Regions from separate parts of the Arachis hypogaea genome. Here region 2 is linked to region 1. A link is a contact called in public Hi-C data. All regions are on one chromosome and are shown on one strand. Each heading gives the region's core, a stretch centred on a gene start, on an enhancer-like site or on the middle of the called end of the contact. The rest is flanking DNA. Distances are from core to core; before and after follow the strand shown.

Region 1 (7,523 bases), core at 1,888-4,387:
TGGAGGTACTGAAATACTGAAATTTTAGAGACAGAGACAGAAATTTTAGTACCAGTATCTGAACTAACAAACACAATACTGAGTCTCAGTCTCTCAGTCTCTGTCTCAGTACCTCAAAACAAACGCTACCTTAGTTATTATGAAGAGGTTCAATTGATTTTATTAAAATGGCTTTGGTTCAGTGGCATTGTTTTTGGGAGATATCTCTTGTCACATTATATTGTAGGTAGCACTCCATGCATTTAATGTGCATATTCTGTTTCAGTAACTGTGTTCTTTTGCAAATGGCCTACAAAACGTTGTTAATTCCCCGTTTTATTAGAATTTTTAGTATTGATGCTCATGCCATATGGTTGGAAGATGTGATATGAGATTTTGAAAGAGTATGAGAAAGACTTTTGAAGATATTTGCAGTTTATATTTGAGGGAAAGAGTATTGTGTAATGTGGTTCTCCTCTTTGGGTCACCTGGTTTGTGCTCATTTTAATTGCCTGACAGTTGGATTTTACTTTTGAATTAGGTAGATAAACATCTGTGTCATTCCTTATGTTCTTTCTTCAATTTAATTTTCCGGTAAGTGAGTGTTTCTTATTAATTCTCTGGTTCAACTTAATAGGTTCTTGTGAAATTTAGTGAAAAAAACTGTGTCTAATGCTTGATTAGGTGTTTCTCGATCTATTAATTCTGTATCTAGGATATTTATAGGGCGATCTAGGAACATAGCGAATCGCAAGCTTGGCCGCAGAGGATCTCATCTCTCAAAACTGAGCACTACTGTTATCAGAGAAACTCCACAAAAATCAAGTTCAAGAGTCCACAATTGTGGAACACTGTACAGGCCAACTCTGCTGAAGGAAGAAGTGGCAGTCATGAATTAAGTTTTTTTTTTTTAATTATTTTTCTTTGTTAGTTCTAGAATTAGACCGCTATATAGATGATGCTTAAGTAGCAAGTTCCTTTATTACTAAATTTCATATGGGGTATTCGACCTCTTTTCTTTTGAAATTTCAAAACATTTCAACCATATAAAATGTATCATTCTTTGTAGGTCAAATATCTCAGTTTTATTCGATGGTTACACTTAAATTATCCAAGTTCATGTGTCATTCATGAAATATAAGGATGTTTTCCTGTTTGAGATATTAGAGGATAATTGACCAACAATGAAACATGAAGTGCCGTGCAATTCACCAATCATCAAGAATACCATCTAATAAATGAGAAGAGTAAGAACACAAATTAGTTGGACAACACAACTCTTTATTGTCGTGAAATATTTATCAAGCAACCAACTTCTTTTGTATCTTGTACATAGTACTCTACCTCTTGGATAACTTCACATCAGTACACTAACTCTTATCACCTATAGAATGAATTTGGTACAAATAAATGCTCCACTCTTAAGTGTGTACTTATCATAGCTCTATTTAGTTGTGCTGACTCTGGCCTCTAGGTTCCGTTTGCAGAGGTGAAAGATTTGTTTTCCACATAATTGGAGGCCTGATTGTGTTGGCAAAACCTTATCTTGAGATTAAAGATTTCATGTGAAAACAAATCTTGCGAGTTTTTGCAAAGCTCGGTGGCATAAAGCAATTTTTGAGGGAATGTTTCACAAAAGAGGACAACTTTGGTGAAAAAGAAAAGCTTATGTGGTGGATTGCATAAGCTTCTCTTCTACAAGCTCAATGCAACGGTACAAAACAAGTTCAAGTGGATTCAAAGTACACAGAGTGTCAACTGCAAGCTGATCATAATCATTCTTATTCTCTGTCATAATCCCACTCACCAAGGTGCGGAAAGGAAGCAGCCATTCATTGTAGGCCTTCACTAAATTGCTCCTAGACAATACTCCAGTGCGGTTTGCCTTTCCTGATACAAATAAGGACCAAAACCTTCACTTTTAAGTTTGATTGAATCTGCCAACGACAAACATATGCAAAAAGCGAAATTTTGTCCCACTAGACAGGATCGACAACATGATCAGACAATGAAGTGATATAAAAAATTGTTTACACTTTTTTAATAAAAAGTTAATCTTATCTCCTGTTATAGAAAAATCCATCATTCAAGCAGTTCGTTGACTATATTTTGTTACTCATTAACTACTATTCTCTGAACATTAGCTGATAAATCATAGACGTTATAGAGAAATTCTTACAAACTACTAGTTTAACATCTCATTGTTAGGCACGCTAACAATATAAACAGTCTTACTTACTTTATTTAAGATATATTCATCTATCTATGGATCCCACCAAGTTTTACGTATGCGAAAATAATATTGTAAACTTGAGTAACCTAGTGTCAACAAGGTAACTACTGCCAAAAATTACCCTTTCAAAGCCCTGACAAAGGAGGAACAATGTAACTGGTAGCCTTGGCCATATTACTTGAGTAACCTAGTGTCTGTTCCAACTAGATTAATAGAAACATAGGATCAAGATGTTAACAAAAATAAAATAAAATAAATTAAACATCAAACTTGTACTGACTGTAGTTCTTTGCATGTCAACTGTGATATGATCATGAGAAAAATAGACTCTTTCTTTTTAATATAAATACCATACCCATGGGATATAAAGTGATCTTCAAAAGCCAAGAAACCCCACAAAATATAACGGCAAATAAAAAGTTAAGAGCTAGCAGGATGCGAAATAGAGATGAATAAGAGTTGACAGGGGTAAGAGATGAATAAGAAATTAACAATATTGAAAAGCTATTAAGCTTTGGAAAAGTATGAGGAAACAATAGATTTACTCTACAATGCATACAATGGGGGTTTAATTGAAATTAAAAATAAATTATGGGTTATTAATTAATTTTATATTATTTCTTATTTGAAATTTGAAAATAATACAATCACTCTTAATTATAGAAACAAATCAAATAATTAGGTTAGTACGAGAATCTCTCTCCCCACGCCATCTCCTTCTTGCTCAAGCGGCTGCCCCTTACCACGCCATCTCCTTCTTGATCAAGCGGCTGCCCCTTACGTATCTTTCCAGCTCTCATAGTAATCCACTGCCCAGCACTGCGTTTCTTTGATCGGCTTCCTCCTTCGTCTACCATAGAACAGTCCACAACCAGCGCCGCTTTCTCCTTCGCACAGAACGCACCCGGTTTTGACTTCTTCAGAATGGCAGAATCGCAAGAAGAACATGTTTCAAGCAAGGGTCCTCCTTTATGCACATCACCTTGCCAAAATTCATTAATGGAGGTCGATATAGTTGAACCGTTAGTTTGTGTAGCCTCTAACGTTTCAGAAAATTTACCAGACGAACCAGAATATTTAGCCGGTGATGTCGCAGGCCACGATCACAAGTCGAACAAGGTGAGCAATTAGGATCCTCATATTCTGCCATGGATGTTTATTCCGAGTGTAATTTTTTAATTTAGTCACAATGTAAATTTATGTTTGTTTTATATTTAATGGTATCATTACATGCATTGAGGATTAGATGAAATTAATTAATTATTTCATGTTTATATGATTATATCCAAGAAGCATATTTTCCTACGTGTTTTTTTATATGAATGTTCGCTGTCTAATAAAAATTAAATGGCATCTTTATTTGCTAATCATCCTATCTGGGACTTATGTGCTTATATGGATGATGGGATATCATAATTTAATTTTTTGGTATGCTTATATGAATTCATTTTTATCTAAGGTGTGCGTATACTATCCCTACATGATGATCATGCAAGTATATAAAATAAATAACCATAGGGTGATGCAGTGGCTAAATTTGTTTATTGAATTGAAGTGAATGCTACTTGTATTTGCAACATGCTAACCATGAAATGCTTATATGAGTGTTGTAATCATGTAATGATATGGTTATATGCTCACTGCATATTTTTTAGTTATATGCTCATATGCTTCCTGCATGTTATTTTAATATTTTTCATGCTTATGGGATTATAAGGTTATGTTTATCCTACATTTGCATAGATTAACCAATTATGAAGTTATTTGAGTGGTTTATAATGAATGGTGTGCTTATGTTCTTCCTGCATTTGAAGAAAAGAGTGTGTGTATGTAAATATACATGAAAATAATTTTGTTTATGGAGTGAAAAAAGTAGCCACTAAAGGGTGATTAAAGCCCGTAAATAATAGCCAAAATGGAGTAAATAATTACTCATGATTTTCATTGAATGAAAAAAAATATTTAATATAAATATTTATTATTTAAATTATTTAAAAAAACTTAATTAAACTGTTTAATCTAATAATAATTTAACAATATAATTTATTCCATACTTTTAAGTTTTAAACATTGATTCTAACATTCTTCTTAGATTGATAACTACAAATAATAACAAAAAATAATAAATTTTAATGGGGAAGGGGGGAAATTAATTAAATAATACATGAAATGAAAAAATAATTCTCTTAGCTGGATTTGTAGCTATTGATGTATTTTCGGTGATTGTTTTAGAGATTTTATTGAAATGAGTTTTGATAAGGATCTTCCTCCTTTTGGTTACTTTGTTTATTTTGGAATTTTAGGCCACGCAGTTGTCGGATGTTACAGATGTTGAAAGTGAAGAGAAGGAGCTTGGTGATGAGGTATTGTAGTCTAGCTTACTTTTGTGTAGTCATAATGTACATGTTTGATTTGATAAATAATGGTAATTAATATTTCTTTCGGATTAATATAAAATACAGTTACCAGATCATGGTAACCTACAAGAAGACGAGATACCAAGAGTTGGAATGCGGTTTTCTCAGTTACAGATGGCACATGACTTTTATGTGACCTATGCAAAGAAAGCTGGATTTGCAACTAAGATAAGGACGACAACATTTGACAAGATCACAAAGGCTCCCATTAATCAAGCTATACACTGTAATCGCGACGGGATCCGTGAGTCTCGTGTTAAAGCACCAACGCGGAAGAATACGATTTCAGCTGCTGGGTGCAAGGCAAGGATATATGTAAAGTTTGATAAAGCCGTGCAAGACTGGGTTTTGTTCAAGGTTGACTTGACGCACTCACACCCCTGTTCACCGAGAAAGGCAGTGCACTACCATGAGTATAGGCAGCTGACCATGCATGCGAAGTGCGTGATCGAGGATAATGATGAGACTGGGATTCGTCCAAATAAGACATTCCTTGCTTTGTCAAATGGGGCTGGTGGCCCCTCTAACTTGGGATTCTCAGAGAAGGATTTAAGAAACTATATAACAGCAAGGCTCCGCAATAGCAACGTGAATGCCGATGTCAGGGAGATGATGAGCTACTTCATGAGAATGAAGGACATCAATCCGAACTTCTTTTACGCGGTGAAGTTGGACGAGGAGTGTAAATTTAAGAGTGCAGTATGGGTTGATGCAAGGTGTAGGGCGTCGTATGAATACTATGGAGACGTCGTGTCAGTTGATAGCACGTACAGTACAAATAGGTACGTAGTAGTTAAGTTGGTGTTTTTTCCTACTCTTTATAAAACGCTATTTGATCGTGATTTGCATTTCTTACATCTGGTTGGTTTTTCTGGTAGGCATGGATTACCGTTTGTGTCGTTCGTTGGGGTCAACCACCATGGTAAGTCGACCCTCCTTGGTTGTGCTTTGTTGGGGAATGAAGAAATCGGAAGTTATGAGTGGGTTTTTAGCCAATGGGTGAAGTGCATGGGAACTGCTCCAAAGAGTATCATAACCGATCAATGTCGATCCCTTTACCGTGCGATCAAAAATACTTTACCTGACACACGCCACCGGTGGTGCATCTGGCATATTATGAATAAGCTACCTTCCAAGCTTGGGGGTTACCGCCGGTACGGAGCTTTGTACGGTGACCTAAACGACATTGTGTAGAACTCTCGGACGGAGGAGTCATTTGAAGATAACTGGACTGATTTTATAGATGAGTACAACTTACATAACAACACATGGCTGTCAGGTTTGTTACTTTACGATTACCTTTCACGGTTTAATTGCAATTGGTCGTCATTTGAATGTTTAGTTTATCAGTAATTCTGGATGATAATTAGTTGGATGTTCATTATAGAAAACATTTGGATGTTTAGTATATCAGTGATTGTGGATGGTCATTTAACATGCGTAGTAATATGTTTGGTGTAAGCTTTCTATACTTAATTTGGGATTATTTATTTCTTGTAGATTTGTATGATGACCGACGCATGTGGGTCCCAATATATTTCAAGGGTGAATTTTGGGCATCAATGCGGAGTACGCAAAGGAGTGAGAGCATGCACGCATTCTACGGTGGATACTTATCCAGTAAAACTAGCTTAGTTCAATTTGTTCATGAATATGACAATGTGCTTGGAGTCAAGGAGCAGAGGGAACTGGAGGATGATGCTGCAGACTCGAGGGGGGTCATCCCTTGTGCAACGACCTCGCCTATGGAGAAACAGTTTCAACTAGAGTATACCACGAGCATTTTTAGGGATGTTCAGATTGAGTTTGTGAAGAAGGCTAACTGCAGAGTTTCTGCAATTGATGAACAGGGTCCATTGGTCTGCGTGAAGGTGGAAGAGGAGAAACTAGTCAACGATACTATTCTATGCGTTCCGTACGATGTTCACTTTGACCGTTCCACACAGGAGCTTCGTTGTGAGTGTAATCTCTTTGAGAGTTCAGGTGTGTTGTGCTGTCACTGCCTTGAAGTGTTCCATTCGTATAAAGTGTACAAAGTACCTTCTTGTTATGTTCTTCCTCGATGGAGCAAGAAGATAAAGCGCAAGCATACATATGTCAAAAGTAGCCATGATGTCAGTCGGTCGGATGAGAGTCATGTTGCATTCAGGGGACTGTGTGCACACTTCTACAATGTTGCCCAAGAGTTTGTAGGTGACGATGAAGAAACAGCATTGCTGCATGTTGCTTTGGAAGAAACAAGGGCCAAGTTGGCTGCGCACCGTGCCAAAAAGAGGTCCGAGAGCGTGGCAGAGACTCAGACCAACATTGGCTCACAGAGTTCGAACGATGTCAGTGTTGATGACATCCAAGGCCCATCGAAGGTCACCACAAAGGGCAGGCCAAAGAGTAAGAGGCTCGGCTCTGCCCTTGAGAAGTCCATCAAGAATTCAAGACGGAGAAAACAAAAGAATTTACCCCCGGTATATCTTTGGCTTAATCTCAACTTTCATTGTTTATTTGGTATAGTACTATCGTAGAACATAACTATTTGGACTTTTTCTTTTTTTTTGGCAGGTGGTTCGTCCGCACACACTTGAAGATACAAACCATTGTGCTGTTTCTGGCCTGAATGGTCCCGAACAAGCCGGTGGTTTCCTGTCTTTGTTAAGCTCCTTCAACAAAAAGTGGGATTAGTTGGATGAGGTTGTGAGATTGTATATTTTCCCCACTCTGTATGTATAGGATTCATGTTAGTTTCAAGGTTCTAAGGCAGCTGTTGCAAAGGTCCATATGTTATTAATTGCAAGAACCCTTTTTCCATTAGTTAGAACAAACCATTTTACTATTTTTATTTCGTGTAGACTTAATGCATAATGAATATATTTGGTGGTTATTCTGTAATATACCAGATA
Region 2 (7,523 bases), core at 3,405-5,904, 190 kb before region 1:
AGCATTGTAATTACTTCCAAAGATGCAAAATCTATGATCAATTATATACAAAGCAACAAAATTCCAAAATCCACCATCAATTGTCAACAAACATTTCTTGGAATCAAGCCATCACCAGTTGCTACACATTCTAGTTCAAGAGGAACTTTAACTAATTTTTCATGGATCTTAAAACCTGATATAATGGCATCAGGAACTAGGGTTTTAGCTACTTATATTCCTCACAAAACAACAGCAACAATTGGCACAAATGTCTTCCTATCAAGTCACTATAATATTCAATAAAAATTCAAAAATAGCAATATTTAAAGCAATTTCTTCAAAAATGGCAAAAGTTCCCCCGGTTGAAGTTGGAACACCATGTCGATCAGACTATTGTCCCTTAGAATGCTAAGGCCAGCCTTCATTCTATCATCACCGCTCAAACCAGGAACATCTCTCAACAGTTCCATTAGCTTCATTCTGCGCTCAGCTCCTTCTTTCTCATGCTTAAAACAAGAAACCATATCAACTAAAACGGCTGTGTGTTCTTGATAAGCACCTTTCATATCTCTCATTGATTCTACTACTATGTCAATCACTTCCTCACTTTTGCTCCCTCTTTTTCTTTTATTCCTTTCTATATATGAAGCACTAGGAGCAGCAGAAGAACTAGGAGCAGCAGAAGCACCGGGAGCAACAGGAACACCAGGAGTTGGAGGCTCCTAAAAATTGAAAGCAACACCAGCAGGAACATCAGAAGATTATTCAATATTGATAGAAATGAAGAACAAGTAGCCTAACTGATTATACATGCTCTACACTTGTATATACAAGCATTATCTCTGCCTTGGCCAGCAAGACTAACAACATTAACTAACTAAACAGAACCTAATAGAATATTAACTACCCTGATTCTCATTCTGTTTGCATAATTACATTCATATCCTTTTTTTCTTTGTTATTATACTCCACAGAAATGAAGATCAGTATTTCTATCTAACTGCTCAACATGATGGGAATAGTTAAGGCTAGTCACAGACACAGATTAAAGTAAATGAACTAATGAAGAATCACTCCAAAATCCAAGAAAATACACAGCAGTAGGATCAACAATAAGTGAATTTATGTACATGAATTAGAGTCAATTGCTTACGTACTTGAGAATCAGCTTCATATTCCATTTCGGTTTCTTCCAAATTTACTTGGGTGTTTTCATTCACTTGCCGATCACTCAAGGTTGCTTCGCGCTCAGCCTCCATTGTAGCAACTGCTTGAGTTACATTTTCTGCATTGCCTCCTTGAGCCCTATCTCTACCAAATGCTATTCCCAACTTCTCAAAATGTGGAAATGGTTTATTATAGAGGCCATTAGCATTAGGATGTGACTGAAATTAAAAGAAAATAAATAAGCAATTAATATTAAAAAACTTAAGATAAATAAACTTGTATTAAGAAAGTTATTTAGAATTTACACTCTTCCATTCATTGAAAATTTGTCGCTCCACCACAATCATTTTATCTTTGTCATTCCAACCAAATCCACTCCCAGCTGTGCCCATCATCTCAACTATTGCAAAATATTGTCTTTTTAGCAATTTCACCCTTGATTCAATGTGTGGATTAGCCTAAACATAGCAAAACAATTTAAAATTATTACTACTCAGATTAAATTCAATAAACTGAATTTTAATACAATGACACCACAATTCATCCAAGCATAACTAAATATAGTGAATGTATGGAGCAGTAATAATCATTTAGTTTTCGCATACAGGATCTGAAATAATCATAAAATAGTCTACCATGACTTAAAGTCTTAAACTTTTCTCTTTCCTTTGGTTTTTTTTTTTTTTTTGACAGTTTAATCAAACTGTTCTAACCACTTACTGATAACGAGGTAGAGAATACAGTCTGGCCTGGTTGCTTGGTTCACCATTCAGATTTTCAAGAAGAAAAAAATTAACAAGAGAACTGGAAATATACTTTTAATTAAATAACAAGGAAATTTTTATTTTATTTATTTTATCTATTTTAATCTGTTCCAAGTAAAAAATATAAAATACTGAAGCACTAACATGATTAGCTCAAATGAAATGTAATTAATTTTCATTAAATAGTTTTAAATTCAAGCCTTGTCTATGAACAAATTTTATGTTGAAGGACTTAGTTCAATAGTTCCAATTGAAAATGCCATTTTTTTTGTCACGGTTTTGGGCTGGACTACAACCCAACCCAGAGAACAGATCAATGAGAGCACAGTAGTAAAACATCCCAATATAGAAGCATAAATATTTTGTAAGCTATACAATTATAACACAAATATAGAATTGTAAACAAATAAAACAAGTATTATGTAAAAAAATTGTACCTTAAGATCACATCCAGGGATTTTTTCATGCAGCATTTTTTCCAAATGTTTTCCATAACCGGATTTAAACGTGCCATTGTCACACTTCCAAGAAGTAGTTGCAAGCTCCACCAAACACTCAACTAATTTTGCATCTTCGTGTGGCGTCCATTGACGCTTAGTTTGCTTTGAATTAGGTCGAGTATTCTCTTCCATTTTCTATAGACTAATAAGCAGAAAATAACACAAGACAATTTTTCATCATCTTGACGCAAGAAATCACACAAGCAAGAAATCATATATAATATATATTATGAAGAATGTTAGGAGTCAATATAGAAAGTTAGATAGTATTGAAAATACATGGAAAGAAAAATTGAATGAATGCATGCTTATTTGCTTTTTTTGGTTCATTATCATACGTACTTCACTTGCTGTTGCTGCATTGTTGCATAGTCATTTTACTTCCTCAATTCAAATCAAACTTTTTTACTCCCAAAGTTACTCAATCACTTCTAGTAGCTTATTCATTCTGGCCCTATGGGTGTGTGTTGGTGATATATAAATGAGTTTAATTGGAAGTGGACTAGAGCTAGTTGTATAAAGATAAAGTTTCTACTCCTGCCCTTCTTTTATTTGTTCCTGCTTTCTCTTTTTCTCTTCTAAATAGATGAAGAATGAATCACAATATTAGTCAAACAGCATAAAAATTTAACACAAGAGTTTAAAGCAAAGAAAGCTCCTCCACATCCTGCTCTGTTCTATGAACAAGCTATGAGAATACAAAGTAAAGGGACTAGCGTGTTTACTCCACAGTCCTTATGAATCCTTATACCACAAGAATCAAACCCAAAATTTTATAATACAGACTCAAAAACCTTGATAGCAGATTTGATTTCCCAACCCCTGAGTCTCCAATCAGAACAGCTTTGAATAGATAATCACACTCCTCATCAAATGCATCAGCCATATATCTATCTTGTTAATTAGCCTCTCTACCTGCTTTCACTTTCACCCTTCTATCTATCTATCTATCTATCTATCTATGTATATGCCTTTATTGAAAATTCTAAAGGAACAAATCTAGTAACTAGTGAGGAGTTGAAAATAAAACCAAACCAAAAATAAGAATTGTTGGATATGAAAGGAGAAAGCTACAGGGTACAAAGTCATGATCACACTTATGTAATATTATAATTAATTAAGATTACGAAACTGGGAGGGGCCAAGACACAATCCTTTCTTTGGATGGTATTATTATTATTATTATTATTATTATTATTATTATCATTATTATTATTATTATTATTTACTCTCACAGTTACACTTGAATGATTACTAGTCCTTGATAAGAGGTTATATAATTATTATTTGTTTCTAACATGTTAGCTTGTAACTACTACTTTTTCAGTCTTTCTCTGGAGCAATTCATGCTCTTCCACATCCTACTCTATTCTATGAACAAGCTATGAGAATACAAAGCAAAGGGACTAGCGTGTTTACTCCACAGTCTTTATGAATCCTTATGCCACAAGAATCAAACTCAAAATTTCATAATGCAGACCAAAAAATAATAACAATTCTAAGTTACAGCATATGACTGAAAACAGAATCAACAGAGAAAAAAATAAACACAACTCTATTTTATAACCTCAGCATTCAACCTTTGATTCAATCCACCATAGTCTTTGTCTTATATATACATTGATCAAAAGGTTAAAAAAAGCCTTTTCCAATTTCAAAAAAGAATTGCTTTCATTTTTCAAAGGGCTTTGAGTGTTGTAGTAATCATCAAAGAACCTCTTGTTATGCTTCCTTAATGACATTGCATTTCAAAGAACCATATATTTTATTCAGTATCACAAACCAATCAGCAATAAAATTAACAGCAATGAATCAACTATTTGACAAAATATTTTAAACCTAGCACAAACCTTCATGCCAATAAATTATAGCACAAACATAGTTCAGGAAAAATAAATAAATAACAAATAAAAGATCCTTACCTGAAGAAGAAGATTTTGTGCTTGAAAAAGATGAACAAGGTTGCAGAAGACAAATTAAACTCTCTTTGATGGCTATTGCTGAGCCGCGAGGAGGGAGAGAAATGAAGGAGACGACACGAACAGGAAGCACCACTCGAGACGATGAACACGGACAGGAAGCACGAATAGGAACCGTGAGCTGTGATGATGACACGAACGCGAACGATTTTCTTCTAGAATAAGGAGCGCAGTGGTTGTGCAAATCGAAATCGGCGGCGAGGCGGCGCCGACGCCGGTGGACCTCCGTGAATTTGAAGAAAAGCCTCGCTAGGGATTGGTTTTCATGGAGGAGGGTCTCTGCTAGGGTTTCGTTTTGTTTGAAATGAATTGAAAAAAATCTGAAGAGAAGGGTTGGAGTGAAATTAACAAGGGTGTTTTTGGTCTTTTTACTTTATTATTAACATTCCATTCCCATTGGAATTAGAGATACCTAGGGAGGATATGGGAATGAAATGGGTGGGATTTTGATTCCAGGGAATAAAATATACCCAGGAATAATTTTTTAACTCTTGAACCAAACATGGGAATAAGATATTCCCATCTCAACATTCCTGGGAATACACTTGTATTCCCTCCAACCACACACACCCTTTGTGTAAAAAAAAAAAAAAGGAGGGAGAATTGACTAGTATCGGTTCAATTCTAAGGCAAACATAAGGAAAACGTGTTGGCCATCTAGAAATTTTTTTTAGTTTTTTGTTAGTTCAATTTGTGGTCTATATATGACTCGTGTGACATCGAAGTGTAAAGTGCATATTAAGTTTACTCTTTTAATTAATATTTTCAAGTATTTTTTACCATAAAATATTTTTTTTACATGTTTTTTTTTAATCTCACTTTAAGAGCATATGTGTCAAAACCAAACCAGTAATCGAACTGGTTAAACTACTGATTTATTAGTCTATTAGTTCAATCGATAAATTATTTTTGAACTAGTAGAATCGGTCGTGTAAATAAAAAATATAAAATAGTCAAAAATTTAAAATTAAAATTTAAAATACATATTTTCATTAATATTTTATGAAGAATCAAGTCTCAAATTAAACATAAAATTTGCCAGTACTACTATAATAATATCTTAATTTGACTCGATAAGAATAACAATTATATTAGTATATTACCTAATTAATTCACAAAGCTTATCATCTAACTATAATATTAGTAAATTTTAACATTAGCATCAAAATAGATATCTTTAATCACAATACTAAAATTGAAATAGATCAAGCAGATTAATAAATTTAATAAAATTTATATTTATATTAATAATGATATATAATTAAAATATAATTAATTTAAAAAATAAAGAATACAAAATTAAATTAAATTAGATATATATAAAATTATTTAATTGAATGTTTACCATATAATTAAATTTTGTCATGTATAATAATAAGAAGCTAACTGGCAATTGAGAGGTGTTGCAACCATAAGGTTCCTTGTTTCAACCTTGGCTATAACACACCCTAGTCACAAATGGACACTTGAAGCGCCATTGACGGTTGATCATTCTTGAATGGTATAAGGAGTAAACCAAATTGGCTTAGAATTCAATTCACTGGTTTTTTGGTCTTTCGACCAGTTCGATTCGATTTTTATAATTATATTTAAGAGTCTATATTCGATTTTTTTTTTATTTTTTTTTTTTTGTTACTAAACATTTTTGCTTCACTAAATTGAAGTTTTCGCTATTTTTTAATTATAATTATGTACCTTACCGGAAAAAAGCTTGTTTCTTAAGCCAACACGAAGACGACAGTCATTATAGTTTAGTAGCTACCAAAAACAATTCCGATAGCGAAAATTTCACTAAGCTTTCAACTATCTGGGTTTGGAGAAGGCTTAACCCTGTCTTTGGATATTGTCATGATGGTACCTATAAGGATCCTCACATATTACGGAACAAGGAAGAAAATATTTTTCTTGTAATGATCATAAAACTAAGGATGTTTTATCTAAAACTTTGTATAACAATATAAATCATTTGATTAGATTAAGGATGTTTTATTCTTTCTTTTCCACTTATCCCTTATTCATTAATTATAGCACACTTACTAAGAATTTATAGGTTTAAGATCAAATTTGTTTAATCACTAAAAATTATTCTTTAAGTTAATGATTTTCTTAATTTCTGCCTATTTTTTTAAAAGTAAATTTATACCAACAATACTAGATGATTAACAAAATTTATCATGTCTTGTCTCGGTCAACAAAAATATTTTTATACTAAATTCCAACAAAAGTACTACATACACATAAAAAAATTAGTAGTCAAAATAACTATCATGTATTTGTGTAAGAATATACACCTTGTTTAAGTTATTTTTAATGTGTATTTTGTATTTTAATATATATTTTCTATATATATGTAATATGGTTAAAATTCTGATTTCTAAATCTTAATAGTATAAAAATAGAGTGTTGACTCAAAGTATTGACTAATAGTGATAAAAAGTAAAATTTTTCAACTTATAATTGTGGACGGAGAAAGTAGTTAACATTACCATTGAGAATGGCGATGACAAGAACCATGAACGGAGGGAAGTCGAATTCCCATATGCAAGCCAGTAGTAACATGAAACCAAGCTGAAATTAAAAAATGAGAAGAAGCTTGATGATCTCATTCATCGCAAAATATTAGAGTTTAAGCTGAAGACATATACAACAAGACGAATAGGTGATCGAAACAGCATATATCTGCAAAGGAAAAGGAAGCATATATATATAAGTGCTGAATTTTTGTCACATTAAGTTCAGAACAATTCATATATTTCTGTAATGGTTGGATTACTGGTCAATTCATATATCATTGGTAACAGGTTCATGGAAAGGTGAAAAACCTGGCGAGCAACAGCCAAAGAGCCAAGTCCACGTTCTGCAAACTTGTCAATAATTGCATGAATTTTCTGTCTAATGTCTGATTTGTTATGTGCAAGATTCAGAATCTTCGTAATGAACGACAAGAGTTATGATCAAAACAAATGTTCTGCTCTAATAGGCACCATGCTTCTCTACTCAAATACTAGCAAGACAAAAGAATAACTAGAATTTATCATATTTAGTATTTTTTTGTATTTAATATTTTTAACATATATTTTATATAAATAATTGATTTGATAGTTATTTTGTAGAGTAGTATAGTTGAAATT

The links. Hi-C and Micro-C count contacts between places; a contact is called where the count stands out from the background.
Region 2: a Hi-C map of leaf shows a contact between it and region 1, with 2.1 times the contacts expected there. The contact joins the promoter of LOC112780129 here to the promoter of LOC112778082 in region 1. A contact is called at or near these places in 3 of 8 Hi-C or Micro-C datasets (all in leaf).

Annotation. Positions count from the first base shown.
Region 1 is chr19:21,550,111-21,557,633 of arahy.Tifrunner.gnm2.J5K5, reverse strand. It overlaps LOC112778082 (protein FAR1-RELATED SEQUENCE 5-like), which reads left to right and starts at 3,137. Exons shown (of 6, transcript XM_025822446.1): 1 at 3,137-3,331; 2 at 4,516-4,575; 3 at 4,675-5,411; 4 at 5,508-5,656; 5 at 6,130-7,091; 6 at 7,186-7,305. The coding sequence starts at 3,137. The coding sequence ends at 7,305. LOC112779201 (a long non-coding RNA gene) reads left to right here. Exons shown (of 6, transcript XR_011877627.1): 6 at 706-1,054.
Region 2 is chr19:21,744,277-21,751,799 of arahy.Tifrunner.gnm2.J5K5, reverse strand. It overlaps LOC112780129, which reads right to left and starts at 4,654. Exons shown (of 5, transcript XM_025824469.3): 1 at 4,336-4,654; 2 at 2,351-2,555; 3 at 1,455-1,607; 4 at 1,140-1,367; 5 at 24-704. The coding sequence starts at 2,545. The coding sequence ends at 306.